2 separate regions of the Gossypium hirsutum genome follow, and region 2 is linked to region 1. Evidence: chromatin contacts called from public Hi-C data. All regions are on one chromosome and are shown on one strand. Each heading gives the region's core, a stretch centred on a gene start, on an enhancer-like site or on the middle of the called end of the contact. The rest is flanking DNA. Distances are from core to core; before and after follow the strand shown. Region 1 holds the start of LOC107935731. Region 2 holds the start of LOC107936783.

Region 1 (3,379 bases), core at 371-2,870:
ATCATAAAACTTGGATTTTATAAAGCCACATTTCGAAAACCGAGTAGAAAACAATGACATGGGACCATAGGTACATATGAGATACAATGCTTAATGAATAAGAATATTAATCAACTAGCAGAACAAGCAATATAATTAATCTAAATTACAACCTAGTTTCAAACACGTATGAGTAATAATCGACATATCACCAAGATGAATACCATGCAATGATAACGTATATGCTACGATATAGAACAAACAACGAAACATATGCAAAACAAAATAGAAATTAAAAGTCAAAATGGTATAAGATTAATAAACTCATGCTATGTAAGTTGACAAATTTTGAATAAAAACTAGGAATATACATATATAACTTTGAAATAGATATTAGAAAATGAAAGTTTGAATTAAATTGTACGTAAAATATTTTAAACACAAATACATTTAGGAGTTGATAAAGTACATGAAAATTTAAATAGTATATAATACAAGAGGATAACGAAGATATATGGCAAAACATGATACACAAAATATATTCATAAAACATATGTACATATAGATAGCTTTGAAAATAATCATTAGATTAATAACAATATATAAAAAACTTTAAGTTAGTCTAAAAAGCATATACGTACCTCTATATCAAACATTTAAATAAGAGACTATATAAACACAAAGTAATATAATGTGAGGAAATATTCAAAAATAATAATTTTAAAATCACAAGAATGAGGTTACTAAAATTATTTCATACACACATAAAGAAAATACTTGATAAATCATAAAGCAAGAAGTGTTTTGAATAAAATCTATTAAAGTAAATAGCATATGTATATATATATTTAAAGCAAATACACGTAAAATGAAATGGAAATAATGACTTGTATAGGACTATATTAATTCTATTATAGATTATATACATAATAGACTTAAACATACTTATATAAGGAGGGCTAGATGTATATAATACATGGATTTGGTAATATATATATATAGACATGTATATATGTACGATAATAATTTACATAGGATTGCATAACAAAATATAAGAATAAATTCATATGTATAAAATAATATAGGTTAACAATATATATATATATATATGAAAGAAAAAAAATAATTTTGATGTAAAATATATATATAAATAGTGTATAAAAAACATTACAAAGATGATTTAGAAAAATGAAATCGAACCATTAAAACTTATAATAAAAAATATTGGATGCGTCTAAGAAATGATAATAAGCCATGAAGTGAAATAACAAAGAGAATAGACTTAATTTAAAAAAATTTTAAAACGAGAGATGTAATTTGAAAATAAAGCAGTAACTATAACAGGACGGATATGTTATAAGCGCAAATGCGTAGGGACCCAAGATGGAAATAATCCATCCCCCGAAACGCAGTGCTTAAGCGTGGATCAAATTGCAACAAGACATAAATCGCAAGTCCAAATAAAAAAAACAAGGCGCATAAGGCGCGATTGAAGGCTCGCGCGAACGCGGAGGACCCAGAGCGAAAATTTCCCATTTCGAATGAGAAGGCGCGGATCCGGGTTGCCAATTGGGTTGACGCGCGGACCCCCAATGTTCCAGACGGTGCCGTTTTGGGTTGTTTAAAAGGGGCCTTAAAGCCAAACATTCGGCCAAAGCAAATAAAGAAAAGAACCCTAAGGTTCTTGCGCCTCTCAGCCACCATTTCCTTCTCACAAATGATGAATGGCGATCCGAGGGTGTCCCTTTGCCTTCTCATTTCAATCCTAGCACCATGGTCTGTTAATTTCAGCCTCGAAACCTCCTCAAACTTCGATGCCGGCGAAGACGAGGGATTTCGGTGGCTTTTACACGAAGGTAAGTTTTCGTTTTGACTTCGTTCTACTCAGAAAACACATGCAAAGCCAAGAAAGATGAAATAAAATTGAGAGAAAGAATGTATGAGCGCCCAAAATCACCTTTTTTTGCTAAATTTTGTATTGTATATCTGCATATATTGCCTTTTTTTTGCGTATCTGTATCCGAAGAGAGTTACAATTGAAAATAATATCCGACTTTATAGCCGAGAGGAGAAATAAAAATATACAAATTATTTTTTCTATTTTCTTGCGTCTGTTGTCTCTTTGTGTTCGGTGTGCAGGTACGGGAGTGTGTGCTGGCGTACGGGGTGCGGGCGTGGCGCCAGGAGGAGTGTACGGAGCGATGCGCTGGGGTACGGAGGCCAGGGGTTGCTGCGGCGCAAGGAATGGGGATGACTTAGGGTTTCTGAAACCTGTTAAGGAGATGGGCTTATTGGGCCTGTTCTTGTAGTTGGGCTATCGTAGTAATTTTGGACTGCTAATAATATTTATTGGGCTTTGATTTTTTGTTATTTTTGTTGTTTTTGTGTTGTAATGGGCCGGGTAAATTTGGCCTACTACAATACGAATAAAAATGTGTACAAATGACAAAAATATTAATGATGTGATTAATTATCCTTAGTTGCTCATTTTTGAAATTGACAAGAATTAAATTGCTCTAAATTTTTGAGAAGGACCTATTTGTTCAATATTAAAATTGAAAGGGGCTACATAGGTTTTTTCACCTTAAAATATTATTATTAAGGATGTTAAATTATGGGTATGTTTGATTGACGGAATTGATTTTCCGGAAAATCATTTCCAACTTTTTCAGTGTTTGATTGGCGGAAAACATTTTCCATTTGGAAAATGAACTCCAAAACAAGGGAAAATGGGTTACATTTTAGGAAAAATGTTTTACTCTTTCAATTTCCGTAAGACATTTTCCTTTTAATTTCCGTAAGACATTTTCCGTACTCTCCTCTCTATCGCCTCTTTCATTCCTTCCTTCATTTCCGGTAGAAAACTGCTTCTGTTTATCGATTTTTCAGTAATTTGTTTTTTTTAATTATTCAATACTTGTTTTTTTAACACAATTACAAATAATTTATTTGATATTAGTTTTTTTCAATTTATAACGATTAATATTGTAGCTTAATAATTGAGTATTATTATAAATAAATCATTGCAATATAAGTAAAATAATTTAAAATATTAAAATTTATTAATATATATTAATATATGTAAAAACAACTTTTCCGAAAAATATTTTCAAAAAATCTGCCAAGCAGCAGAAAATATTTTACACAGATTCAATCAAACACCAGAAAATATTTTCCAGTAAATCATTTTACAGAAAAGTAAAACATTTTCCAGAAATCATTTTACAGAAAATATTTTACTGGCAATCAAACAGACCCTATATTTATAATGTGAAAGATTATATTTAACATTAAATAATATAGGCTTAAGCATAAGCATGTGAAAAGCCCTCAATTTTTTTTTAAAAAAAAAAGAGTATTTAAGTCTTTTTTTTTTACTCAATTGGATACTTGAACTTTT
Region 2 (3,379 bases), core at 641-3,140, 240 kb after region 1:
CACATGCTACCAATACAAAAGAAAAATTCGAAGCAAAGAGGTGATTTTATTTTTTTTTATTTTCTCTCATTTTTTGAATTTTTTTTCTCTTATATAGATATATAATAAAAGAAGTAGAAGAGGCTTACTCTTGTTAATCGCAAAAAAAAATTAGCAACTTTTGGAGTTCTGACCGCCGTGCACGGCAACCAACGGTGGCAGAGCTCGCGGCGGTGCTCGGCTGGAGTTAGGCCGGACTTGGAGAGGGGAGGAGAGAGTTCAGAGATTTTTTTTTTAAGTTTAAAAAAAAAAAACAAAGATAGAATGATTTTTTTTTTAAAAAAAATGTGACTTAAATAGTAAATTAAAACGACGTCGTTTTGACCTAAGCTCATAAGCCTTAAAGTGACGTCGTTTTGCCCTTGTCCGACCCGACCCGCCTCAGGATCCTCGTGTTTTTAAGTAGAAGGGCTAATTGCACTTTTAGCCATTGTGATTTTTTATGGTTTTGCAATTAAGTTTCTTTTATTTCTAATTTTTTCCTGGAATTTTGCTTTGATTTTATTTTAGCTTCGTGTAAAGTGCTGCATTTTGGAGGGTGGGAATATTTTCTCCTTTAGTCCCTCCTTGTTATTCGCGCACTCGATTAGATCCTTTTCTTTTTTATTTATTTCCAGATTTGTCCCAAACTTTTGTTTTAAGTTCAATTAAGTTTTTTTTGTTATTTCGGCTTTTTTATTAAATTAATTAATTTTATTATTATTATTTTTACTATTATTATTTATTATCATTATTATTATTTATTATCATTATTATTACTACCATTATTATTATTATTATTATTTTACTATATTCATTATTATTATTACTATTATTATTATTTTTATTACTATTACCATTATTATTACTATTTCTATTATTATTATTGTTATTATTATCATTATAGTATTATTATTATTTTTATTACTATTATTTTATTATCATTATTATTTTTAAAATCATTTCATTCAATGTTTGTTTATTCATATGTTTATTTGCTTATTCTCAATTTAAATTAAATTTTTAGAATTTTCTTTATTATTTTATTTATTTATTTCATTTTTTTTGTTCTCATTATTATTATCTTATTATATATTTATTTATTCATTTATGTCTTTATACACCTGCAAGTTTATGTTATTCGTTATTATTATTGTATTTATATTATCATTTTCGTTATTATTATTTTATTACGCTTATTGCACCGCAATTTATCTTCATATTTTACTGACAAAATCGTAGTACATTTTACTCGATACTTTGACTTTTTTTTAAATAAGTAATTTTTCGTATTTCGAGATTCGAAAAGTCGTTCCCTAATTTATGGGGTTTTGATTTTCTAGATAAATTCGAACCAAATGAAGGTTTTAAAATTTTTTAATATTCTCGGGAATTAGGAAAAGATCGTGTTCTAACTTACGAAATATGATTTCTTTCTAAAACTGAGATAGTCAAATTTCTTTCAAAATAAATAAAATTTTCGGGGTTTATTCTCATTTTGAGGATTTAAGACATTGTGATTTACGAGACGTAATTTGTTTTCTCGATTAATGTGAAATATGTCATTTTATTAAAAAAATTTCAATTAAATTATATTTTAACAAAGGATTGTATTTTTTTAAAAAAATCTTTTTAAATTCTCAATTCTCGATACTAAGGCATTAATTAATCAACTAGTTATTAATTTTGGGCGTATCGAGGGTGCTAATCTCTTCTCGTGCGTAACCGACCCTCGAATCCGTTTTCTGGACTTTGTAGATCAAAAATTATCGTTTTAATAAACTTAATTTTTTATTTAAAATGATTAAATTACGAAGTAATCTGATCACACTAAAATAAAAATAAAAAGATTGGTGGCAACTCCTATTTTTTATTTTTATATTACGACTTTGCAATCTCGATCTTCTCTGTCGCTCCAAATTACGTAGAATAACTTGGAATCGTGAGCTTTCTTTAATGGCACTTGTCCATTCCCCTTTTTAATTAAGTTCTTACTGGCGACTTTCTTGGTTTCATCTGCTTTACTCTTTGGTAGTTGCCCCTTCTCCTCTCTTCCCCGCTGTACACACATCAAACCGGTAAGCACCGCTGAATTTTTTTTCAACTGTTATTTGGACTCTGGGTTCACGACTGAATTTATCAATTCATTACCATGTCTTGCTTTGATTTTGCTTTGATTTGCTAAATTTACTTTCCTGTCTATAAAACTTCAAACAGTAAAACCTTAGAAAATAAACACCAAAATCTCAAAATTAAGTGGCTCCAGATTTGGCCGAGGAATCTATGAGCATACGTGAAAGAGAGATCCCCCAATCTATGAACATTTGGGTGCCTTGTTCGGAATTGGGAAAAATATGATGTATTTTGTTCAATTATTTTATCTGATTTTATTTAAAATTCTCAGATCTGTGCAAGATGTTTGGCAGAGGCAACAGTACGGATGTTACTGACATGGACCTTCAACAGCTACAAAGTGATACGTCATTAGAGAGAGACAACGTTGAAAAGAACTGGTACCAGGAAAACTTTTATATTAGTGAATCATCAACTTCCCAGCAACAACCAGAATCAGAAATGAAAGTAGAGCATCAGTTTCCGGAAGTGTGTAGTGATTCCAGATCTGTGAGGAAACGGATGAAAATTCTCATGGACAGAATTCACAGACAGAAAATGGCCGTAAGTCTCTTAATTGAATTTAGTAATTCATATTCAATTTGCATTATTGCTATTTATTATACATATATGTTTAAAGTAAAAAGATCCCTCATCAACTGACTTGCTATGATTGGATCTTGCTTTATAAAGCACGGTTTATCCTTACTCTATAAGATACCTTTTCTCTATGGACAATACTGAGGACAGTCTTCACCTACAAAAGAGAAAAAAATGAAAATAAAAAGCCTACAAATGACAGAAAAATGAAAAAACCGTGAGAACCTATGTCTCCAATGTAACACAGAATATTTTGTTTCTTAATACTTGTTTTGTGTATATTTGGTAAAATGAAGGACAAGGTGTGATAACTGTACAGTTTGAAAATCTGACACTAGTTTCTTTAATACTTGTTGTTTCTTTAACACTTTTTTGTGTGTATATATTTGGTGTAATGAAGGACAAAAGGACAGATTTGGAATTACTGTAATGGGTGAAACTGAAACTGAAAGCCTTTCCTGTCTCGTTACAAATTCCTGCCTCCTTCAATCAAATCAGAAATGAGTGGCCAATCCGTCCTGATCTTCAAATAATTCTCCAAAAGATGCAGGACATCAAGGCCAAATCCAAGGATCGTGTTTTAACAGAAAATGATATGAATGGGGAATTGGGTATAGTAATTCAGGAGTTAGATACTTTAAGGGCTCGA

The links. Hi-C and Micro-C count contacts between places; a contact is called where the count stands out from the background.
Region 2: a contact with region 1 is called in a Hi-C map of leaf, with 1.8 times the contacts expected there. The contact joins the promoter of LOC107936783 here to the promoter of LOC107935731 in region 1. A contact is called at or near these places in 2 of 34 Hi-C or Micro-C datasets (both in leaf).

What each region holds. Positions count from the first base shown.
Region 1 is chrA11:123,035,436-123,038,814 of Gossypium_hirsutum_v2.1, forward strand. LOC107935731 reads left to right here and starts at 1,621. Exons shown (of 2, transcript XM_016868346.2): 1 at 1,621-1,835; 2 at 2,119-2,458. The coding sequence starts at 1,697. The coding sequence ends at 2,288.
Region 2 is chrA11:123,275,621-123,278,999 of Gossypium_hirsutum_v2.1, forward strand. It overlaps LOC107936783, which reads left to right and starts at 1,891. Exons shown (of 4, transcript XM_041080301.1): 1 at 1,891-2,096; 2 at 2,423-2,694; 3 at 3,131-3,379. It overlaps LOC121209515 (a long non-coding RNA gene), which reads right to left and starts at 612. Exons shown (of 2, transcript XR_005904640.1): 1 at 129-612.